2 separate regions of the Anser cygnoides genome follow, and region 2 is linked to region 1. Evidence: chromatin contacts called from public Hi-C data. All regions are on one chromosome and are shown on one strand. Each heading gives the region's core, a stretch centred on a gene start, on an enhancer-like site or on the middle of the called end of the contact. The rest is flanking DNA. Distances are from core to core; before and after follow the strand shown.

Region 1 (5,063 bases), core at 1,614-4,113:
ATTGAAGACCGTAGCAGCGCTCTCCTTTTATTTTCTCTGTGAACTTGCATGAAGCTTACCAAATCATTACATTAAGCGGCTTTGTGAGATGCTCTTAAACAGAGTTGTGGAAAAGAGCAGCAGAAAACGGACAGCGGAGGTGAAGCACGACTTGCAGATGGACTGAGACAGCCCTGGGATCTGGGCAAGCAGTTCCTTCCCTGCGTTCTCTGAGCACTCCACAGTATCAAAAAATCGCTAACAGCAATGGATTATATGTGAAGTGAAAACCAGTTTGGCTCTTTTAGATTATCTTACGTCATTAATTTTAACTATGAATGTGGAGTAAAAATGGCTGTCTAGAGCAAAATATGCAATACGGGGAAAAATTGCAGAAGAAAGTATTGAATCAGTTAAACAAAGCTTCGAAGCATTAAAATCTGCAGAAATCATCAAGCCCTGAGAAGTCTCATCATGAATTCTGGAGTTGCTTTGAAATATGGAAATGACTCTCCTGCAGAGCTGAGTGAGGTAAGCAGTTTCAGTGCCCTTCTTTATGCTTTAAAAAGAAACGCTCCCCGTTTGGGTTTTCACTCTGCAAGCAATGCAATTAAAAATTAATAGAATGTGTATCTTGCTATAACTTGCTGTGCCAGTGAGGAAATGACCTGAACTTTCTTGCTGCTTTAGACTGGTGAAAAGCAAATGATTGTAATCGTGTAGAGATGCTTTTTCCTGTTTCCCTGCAGCAGAAATTCCCTTACCTCCCAAGAGCTGTGTTTATACCCAAGGTTCATCTTTGCAGTAGGTGAAATATGGAGATCTCAGCTGAGATTAACCAGATGGTGACTAATTTAGGAGGGAGGTGGGGTGAGCAGAAGATGACAAATATTTATTGGTGTGACAACAACATTGGCAAAGTTGTATTTGATTGTATTTTTCCAAGGTGATGTTGTTCCTTTAGGTTAGGTGAATGTTATTTTCCTTGCCTAAAAGATATCAAGCCATGGGAAACTTTCTGCTTTTCCCTTGCAAACCCTACTACGCTGTTATTTCTTAAAGTTGTGGGTATGTCTGTTTTTTGTACAACATGTTTGTGTATGTTTTTAATAAATTAGAAATTAAAGCCATATCAGATGTTATGCAAATACTTAATAAATATTTCAGAAGTGGTGTATTTCTGGCAGTTGCTGAAATGTTTTGGATGCATCATCTTTATGTGTTTACTTGTCCTGAGAACTGCTAATTTGAGTTATGTTCTGAAATCCCAAGCATTTTATTGAGGTCATTTTGTAGAAAATTGAATCTGCATTCCCGGTTTAACTGATATGCTCCTCTTTCTTCTTTGCCTATTTCTTTGATACACCTTACATTGTAACATGTTATTTATTTTATATTTTATTAGAAATAATAGGACGTGTTTAGCAGAATGAGAGAGTTCACGATTTGAGGAGTTAATTGTACAGAGATAGGAGACAATGAGGTATAGCATGGAAAGTTAATCAGAATCAGTAGGTTTGTGAGAGGGGCAGCAGTGTAGGGGAAAGCAAAGTAAATATGAGAGACCTAAGCCAGTGCAGTATCTTGCCATGCAAGATGAGTGGTAGGTTTGTGGCTGGGGAGTTCTACTAAAAGAAATTCTGTATATATTCCTCCTTTAACTACAAAATAGTTCAATTAAATTAACTCTTATGTTACTTTTTCAAATGATTGTTTAGAAATTGTGTACCGGCAACACAGCATAGATTGAGTTCATAACCTCAGTATAAAAGCCTGGGTTATTTTTGTAAAGAGTCTGTCATGGGGTTCCTGGCTACACTTTTCTTGTTGGTCTGTTGTTCACTGCTTTCTATTCCTTCAACGTTTGATTTTCAAGGCTCCAGGGTCACACACAATGTGGAGTGTCACAAAAATCTGATACTTGCTTAGCTATTTGGAGCAGGCAGTGACACTTCTACCTTGAAACATTACCTGTTCAAGTTTACTTTACCCATCACAAAATAAGACTTTTGTTGTAAGTATGTTCTGCATCCAATGTTTTAACATGAGAAATATCAAAAGAAGTCTGTGTCCATGCACCATGGAACGTTTTGTTTGTTTGTTTATTCCAATGAGCTTACTTTAATACTTGATTTACATCTGTAGTCTGGTGCCACAGATGAGTTAGAAGTAGGCCCCTTTCTGACTGCAAACATACCAGTGAAGATGTTACGCTCCTGAGTTTCCCCAGCTGCTAATCATCGTTTCTTTGCTGCTGGTTATCATCTCTGTGATTTGAGCTGCTTGTGTAAGCATGCTTTAGTCTGTTTCACTCAAAGGGCCAGGTCAGCCTCAGTATTGGTCTTCAAATAAAAAAGCACGTTCTGAATGAAACATGGAGGGCTTACAGAAATAAGCCCTACATGGGAGAATACGCATAAGTACTCAGAGATGCAGTTAGTTACTTGCTTACCTTTAATTATTCAGCCAACTGTTTTCTCCATGTAATTTGCATGCTTCCATTATGCCTTTTCCTACTGTTGATTTGAACTGCTGTATTTGTTGTTATTGAAGACAGGAAGCCTTTGGGAAAGTCTTTCTGTGTTTCTCACATCTTTGTCATGCGTTTCCCTTTTCCTTCCTTTCTGATTATACCTTCTGTATGCCATATTTATTTTTGATCAATCGAAGACAGAGGCACTGTGTTCAATGGGAGAAGTTGAAACTGTCTACAAGAGGAAATTAGTGCAGTCCTACTCTGTTTTCACTTGAAACTCTGACTCTACTGTCAGCTCATATTTTCCTGTTGCAGTGGTTGTTACCACTGTGTATGTCTACATGGCAAAAGAATGACAGACCAAGAAAGTCTACAATGCACAGTGGATTTTATTGTAGGTGCGTGCTTTTGTCTCTTTGTTTTAGTATGTGAAGTTCTAGGCATGAAACTACTATTATTAAAATAAATAGGAAAACTACAAAGCCCTGGAGGTATAGTAAATGTGTTCTTGAATGGATGCATTAGACAAAATAGAAAATGAAATTATTGCAACTCATTCCATTTGTATTGAAACTTTCTTTGCTTGAGATTTAGATCTCTCTTTGGGAAATGGGCAAAATATAAGCTACATAATTTTTTCAAGACACAGCTGTAATTGTAGAAATTTTTGTGTGGTTGATGTTTGCTCTTCCTATACTCTTGTCCAGGTAAACAGAAATCTTGATAGTCTTTATTTGCTTCTCCCTGTTCCATTCCAAAGGTCATGCAGAAATTAAATAAAAATAGAAAATAATCAGATTTCTATCACAGGTCAGTCTGACTTGTACAAAACTCATACTTTGTGGTTTCTAGCTTTAGAGTTCAAACTGTTGCTTATTGATCCGTATATCAGTATGTTACCTTATTTTCTCTGCTTTTCTTCCCCTTCAATCTTATTTTCGTTCTGTTCAAAGAAAGATTGGCCAATGTGCTGTTTGCATGGGAGATTCAGTGTGTTGTAACTAAATACAGTGGTAGAAAAAACATTGTTCTTGTGTTGCAAGGCTTTCTGTGGTGGTGCTAGTGTTTGTTTTTGTTTGTTTGTTTTCAGTAAGTGATACATTAAGAGAGGCAAATTTAAAAAAAAAAAATCTGAATTTTGCAGATGACTCTTTCTGTACTCCATGGGAATGCAGTACAGGCTTTGATACCTTTTAAGTAAATAGTGATATCCAACTATGTGGGCTTTCACCTGCCAATCAATATTATGCCTTTAACATTATTTGTGGAGTTTGCTTTTTAAGGCTTCATTAAGTATGGATGTGATGTGTATACAATACATAACACACAAATTAGGCATGTGCTCTTTGGATTCCTTCTTTTTTTTTTTTAGTCATGCAGTACTGTAAACCTTAAGAGTACACTATGTGATTATACTTAAAGCCAGCATCATGAGTGTCTCTGAAAACATGTACAAGTCAGTAGTTCAGTGCACAGAAAATGCAATTATACTGTTTCTGTGTTGTTTTTTTTTTAAATGTAGTTAAAATGAAACTGTATCAGAATTCATATGCTTTGTATATATTCACTTGGTAATTTTGCAGAAAGAGGTGTTTGTACGGAAGAAGCTGGATGGTCTAACCTGTACTTTCTTCTTCCAAATTCAAAGACTCTACCTCAGGAAGTCCGTGAACTTCAGTTTGCTAAAGCTGAAGTAGCCTTCCAGGGAGGTGCTACTACATGCTAGGCTTGTTCTTGTACCCTTCCCTAGCTATCCACTGATACGGGTGTGCTGAGGTAGGGAGATCTGTGGTCTGACCTAGTACAGCTGTCACGCTAAATAAGGTCAGCAGTCATGCACATGCCTAATCTGAGACAGTTCAAATGAGTAATGTAGGAACATTAAGGGAATAAATTGCTGAGCTTTGTGATGTCCTTCTCAGTTGTATACTTAAGGGCTAAATTATATCCTTGGATCAAGAGCCAAATTACATCCTTGGATACAATTTTCACTAGAGGGAGGCTAGTGAACTTGGTGCTGCTAAGACAACGTCAAAGAGATTTTGTTGTGGGCTAAGTGTTGGTGTTATAGTATTGCAATATATTCAGCAGTTTAGATGCAAATGTTTTGTTTAATGTTACCGTTTATGTTCTTTTTATCATTCAGTATATAAGCTGATGGTATGTAATTTCTAAAAAAAGGATATATTTTCTGCACAGCAAAATTAAAAGGTACTGTGCTGATTTAGGTGCATACTTTATACCTTCTGCTTCTTTCTTTGTGCTTGGGAGTTAGGTTTTTGCAAGCCAAAATGTTCACTTCCTAGCCTTAGACAGAGAGCAAGTGAGTCTGAGAGGAGTTGCGGGATGAGGTGCAGGACACTGGGCTGAGCCCCTCTGGGAAGGGGAAAGTTCAGCAGCAGCAGTCCCCACCCTGAGGTACTTTCCCATGTGTTTCTCTGCTCTTCTAGAACAAGCATCAGCTTGTGCTCATACCGTACATGCATGTGAGGAAATAGCACTGATGGAATAGGGAACAGGTTTTGTATGCATTGAAGGCTGGGATTAAATCTCAAACACTTGTTCTGTCTTCTGGGTTTGGCAGTCCTATTAAGACAGTCAGTGAGCA
Region 2 (5,063 bases), core at 969-3,468, 140 kb after region 1:
ATTCTATAACAGACCCCCACCAGGATGCTTGCCTTGTTGGCCTTCCTGCTGATCCTAACCCATAGGGACTCAACCTTATCATTCCCAGCCTCAAGTTCCACAACATCAAAACACTCTCCAATACAGAGAGCCACACCACCACCCCTTCTGTGCTGTCTGTCCCTTCTGAAGAGCCTATAGCCAGACATCGCAGCACTCCAGTCATGAGAGTGGTCCCACCACGTTTCCGTGATGGCAACCAAGTCATAGCCTGCCTGCTGCACGATGGCTTCCAGCTCCTCTTGTTTGTTACCCATGCTGCGTGCATTAGTGCAGATGCACTTCAGTCGGGCCATTGCCTTCTCCCCCAGCCTTGCCATTGTTCCCCCTGGCACAGCTCCAACAAGCCTTATTTCAGCCCCATCCGCCTTCTTACCTAGTTTAAAGCGCTCTCAGTGAGCCCTGCTAGCTCCTGGGCTGGGATCCGTTTTCCCCTTAGAGATAGGGACCCGTCTGCGGCCATCAGGCCGGGTGCTGAGTAAAGCGCCCCATGGTCAAAAAAAAACCAAAATTTCTGTGTTGGCACCAGCCTCTGAGCCACGTGTTAATCAGGTGGGCTTTCCTTGTCCTCTCTGTATCCCTCCCTGCCACTGTAGGGATAGATGAAAACACCACCTGTACTCCTGCTCCATCCACTAACCGTCCCAGTGATAATAATTTGCATGAAGAAGTAGTGATATCTAGAAAAACTTTAATCCTGTTCTTCTAGTGCTTCTAAGTGTGTTTAAAATCCGGAACTAGTGTATAATTGTGCCCTTACTTAACTGTTTCTGGCAAAGCATCATCTACATTCTTTGATTGAAGTGTGCAGTCAAGAGCAATGCGAGGCACCAGTTTATGCACACTATAGCAAAATTTTGCAAATAAGTGAACTGTGGTAGTTTAGGAAACATTAGAAGGATTTGTACAGTGTTAATTTGCTAGTCCATTTCTTGTTATATTGATGTGCTGCTGTATTTTTTTGACACTGATTTTTATTTCACCTCCATTTCAAAAGTAGCTGCGTACATAGAGCTTTATAAGAGTTTCTCCATTAAGATGGTAAGTAAATTCAATGGAGATGATCTTGCCTCATTTCTCAGGAATGCAGCGATGGCACCGCAACACCGTTAACACTAGCTGAGCTGAGACCATACAACGAGAGTGAACTGACTGCTGAACTCACAAATGCACTCAGGCGGTAAGCGTCTTCCCTTACCAGAGACATGACTTGTTCTGCGGGTCTAGGGTGAGATTTCTAGTTCCAAGCCCATACTCTTACCCTCAAGTGTTTCTTAAGATTGATCACAGATTTTTCATGTGAGATGGAAAAGGATCAAAGTTCTTCTAATCTTCCCCTCTCTTTTGCTCTTGTTCTTAACTTGATAAAAGTCCTTCCATGGTGCTCCACTCCATTCCTCTTAAAGTTCTTTAAAATTCAGGTGAGCTTTATCCTTAAGAAACCCTTGAAATAACAGGAAGTTTGTTCCATATTCAGGCAAGAATATGGACACAAACCAGTGACATGACTTGCTTGAAGGCATGCAGAAAACCTTTAATAAAGGTGGAATTTGAATTCTGATCTTTGGCTAAGAAGGTTGTTTGCAGGTTAGAACTTGGGAAGGAGTTACAGGAGTGGGAATTAACAGTGATTTTGATGACTCAGATGCTGCATTTGCCTCCTGAGTATGTAAGGGGAGCCACAATTCAATTACAGAGAACATTGTTGCAAGAAACATTAGCTTTCCAATGAGAGAGAAAATTGATGTCTTGACGAACTGCTGTTATCAATAGCCAGGTTTTAGCCAAAGCTTTCAGTACAGTTACACATTAACTAGATGTTTGTTTGTGCAGCAGTTTTCACTGGACCAACTCTGGTAAACTTCATGACTAATACATTCACTGTTTCAATTGTTGTTTCTGTTACTTCTTCCACCTTATGTAAGACATGGCTATGTAATGTCTAATCAGGTTATTGTATTTTGAACCTGTCCAAAGTGCTATCAAGAATTTTGGCTGGGAAGAGTGTATTTTGCTTTTCTGATGTTTGCTCCCTCTCTGATGGTACAATATTCTCTCAGGCAGCTCTGGTGTTTCAGTCCTGAAGTGCTTTTTTCATAAGTGCAACTTCCAGTGTGCCTCAGGGACACTTAAGCCTGAAAGGCATTACGTAAAAATGTAAGGATCATTACCACTGCAAAATCAATATATCTCATACCATTGGCTTAATAGTCTGGCAGTCACTGAATACTTAGTTTGCTTGATGCAGGAAACAAAATTCTGTGGTTAAAATAATTAAAACTGTCATTTTTGTGTGGGTGGATAAAAACCATCAACAAAGTTACTCGCATAAACATTATTCAGAGCCATGGCCTCCCCCACATCCCCCACACTCCAGTCCAGTCCAGTGGGCAGTTCCACTGGCATTTTCTGTCTTCACACAAACTGTAGCTTTTTCCTGGTCTTGTTATTTCTTCCTGGATTTTGAGAAGATGCCAGTGACCTTAGTAGAAACTCGAGTAAAGTCATGAAATGTGGTTTGCTGACAACACAGAGGAAAAAAATTGCTTTTTCTACTATGCCTTAAGTTGATTAGCATGGATTTCCAGCCAGGGGCCTAGCAAGTACAGTTTGTCAGGCAGAAATGGGGAAGAAAAATAATCGGATTAAACTGTACATAAATTTTGGAGTGAAGGCTCTCTGTGTAATGGAAATATGACTGTACTAAATGTGATTGCTACTGCCAGTGGGGCTCAAGCACAGTTTCCGTGAGCTGTATGGACAGGGTATTTTTCTCCCTAATCAGTGTGCCAGCCAAGACAGCCTGAATGCTTAGTCTCCTTATCCTGAAGTCTTCTGCCTGGAAATGGTTAGAAAGTCTGTCTAGCACGTTAGAAAAACATACTGGAACTTGTTTAGCAACGGCTATGCTAAAAAATACCAGTAATTCCTAACTGTGGTACTGGCATTAAATGGGAGCCTCAGATGCAATGAAATTTATACCCTCGTGGATTCACAGAAGAGTTTTCAAAGTAATTGAAATATATTTTCTTCTGTGCTACAACAACACAAAACGGCCTGAGGTGAGTGGAATCTGTAGGGAGAGGTGGATTTAACTCTTTGCCAGTTCCTCAGTGCCCTTCTTGCCTGCATGGGAAAACACGTGCTGACACTGCTTGTGAACCAGGAGGTCCTGTTGGCTCCCCCTTGGACCCTCCCACCACCAAAGAACTAGGACCAGAATTAAAAATGAAAAAAATACGTTGCACAGTGACTGTGTTTTGGTGGGTGGCAGGAGGAAGATGTGAAACAAGTGAATACTTGCACACTGAGTCTGCAGTCTAGAGGCAACATTTAAATGCAAATGGAGTATTTCGGTACTGGTTGTAATTAGTGGACGAAACCAGCCATTGAGCCTATCTGCTGTTCCCGCAGGCAGCAGACACTGGTGCAGGGGACAGCCAGCAGCTGCAAGGTGAGGAGACTTGGACTTGGCGATTCAAAAATCCATTTGCTTTTGATTCTGTCTCTCTGAGAGGGAATGTGATATCAATCAGCAGCCCTGCTTGCTACCCCTCTCCCCATCCTGTCCTCACAGAGACAACAGCTCTGGCAGCCCCCCCCCCCACTGCTGCTTTCCCATTCTGTCCTTCTGTTGCTGCAGAGCTGTCAGGTTCTTCTGAGTTAATTGAAATAGAGTGAAACCCAAATAAAACAGCAGGATTCAGTTATGGTTTGGATTTTAGTGTAGTTGGGAAGCATTTGTACGTTTGTAGTCTGCAAACAGCTTTGCAGCAGAACAGTTTTGTCTGCAGAAGTAGCCTATCTTCTCTCTGCAGACCTGGACTTTCTCTTAAATCTGGAATCCAACAATGTGTCTTGAAACTCCCTGAGTTTCCACTGGTCGTGCCCATCAGCAGAAATTCAAGGCAGGAGCACTTCTTCCTTTATTGTTTCCTAACGCATTTGTTGCAGTAGGACTCAGGATTTCCCAGAGCAGTGTTTAGCATCAAAACCCATCCTATGGGCTTTCCACAGAAATGGCTTTTGTTATCCATGACCACCATGTTAACTAGTAGAAATCCAAGTTACCTGCAAGTTCCTTATTGTAAAAGTTACATCTGGGTGACCAAGGCAGTGGCATCGCAGGCTTGGTCCGCTAGTTTAGAGACAGGGTCTGTTCCAGCCAAGAGTAAATACTTTCTGCCAGACTTTAGCAATTTTGTTTTTCCTCCTCTCCTTTCTTGGTGGAATGATGGAATGTGTCAATGGACATGAAGCCTCTAAATACCATTCTCTTGAGCTTAACACATCCATAAACAAGCTTGTTGGCAGGAAATACTTTATTCTTGGGAAAGCTAAGTGTATTCCCAGCAGCCTTATGGCCTGGCATTGATGCACAAGTGATTGTGCCAGAGGCCAGTTTTATGAGAGAGGATCTGGTCTGAGTGCCCCAAAGACAGTCTCTGAGGAAGACCCTAAAATTACATGTTCCTCGCTGGCGTGTTCTGCTCTGCTGCAGGAGGGGAAAGGAGCACTGAGGATTACTTGTGTGAGCTGTTAACTTAGTGAGCACATACATGGTTGTAAATGCGTTAGATACGGCAGGAAGGAGGCAGTAAGAAAATTTCCAGAAGGGAAATTGCTTTAGCAGGGCGATAACAATGGTGAGGCAACTAATTTTTTTTTCTTTTCCAAACTAAGTTTGCTCATTCTGTGAAAAATGGCCAAGCTGGCAAGACTGAAACTTCTCCCTCTCCCCAAGCCTTGGTAGGAATGCTGTAGCTGTTGAAGTCCTCCTGCAGCCTCACATTGCGTTGCCAGTTTCTGATAGCTTTTCTTTCTGCACAGGGTTGTATTTTCTGTATGTATTTAAAGATTTATAGGATATTTGGGCAGGAAGGGTGGTGACGATCATGGCAGACAAAACACACTATAGCCAGTGTGACTGTTCAGACCCCAGCTGAGTAATCAGTGGGCACAAAATGATGATCTCAGGGCTGTGCACGGTTACACGAATTATCTCAGTCTAGATGTGATTCAGT

The links. A called contact is a pair of places that touch in the nucleus more often than the background predicts.
Region 2: a Hi-C map of liver shows a contact between it and region 1, with 2.9 times the contacts expected there. The contact joins two enhancer-like sites. A contact is called at or near these places in 5 of 7 Hi-C or Micro-C datasets (fetal liver, granulosa cells and liver).

Annotation. Positions count from the first base shown.
Region 1 is chrZ:23,548,543-23,553,605 of Taihu_goose_T2T_genome, forward strand. All of the region lies in intron 3 of MCC (MCC regulator of WNT signaling pathway), which reads left to right. Among named protein-coding and RNA genes, the nearest start is that of MCC, 47 kb to the left of the region's middle. Within about 2 kb of position 2,864, at least 1 of the 3 cell types and tissues checked has open chromatin away from gene starts, as enhancers often do. A contact at or near this core is called in liver, where this site is marked.
Region 2 is chrZ:23,691,378-23,696,440 of Taihu_goose_T2T_genome, forward strand. MCC (MCC regulator of WNT signaling pathway) reads left to right here. Exons shown (of 18, transcript XM_066988301.1): 16 at 1,122-1,219. Among named protein-coding and RNA genes, the nearest start is that of DCP2, 39 kb to the right of the region's middle. Within about 2 kb of position 2,219, at least 1 of the 3 cell types and tissues checked has open chromatin away from gene starts, as enhancers often do. A contact at or near this core is called in liver, where this site is marked.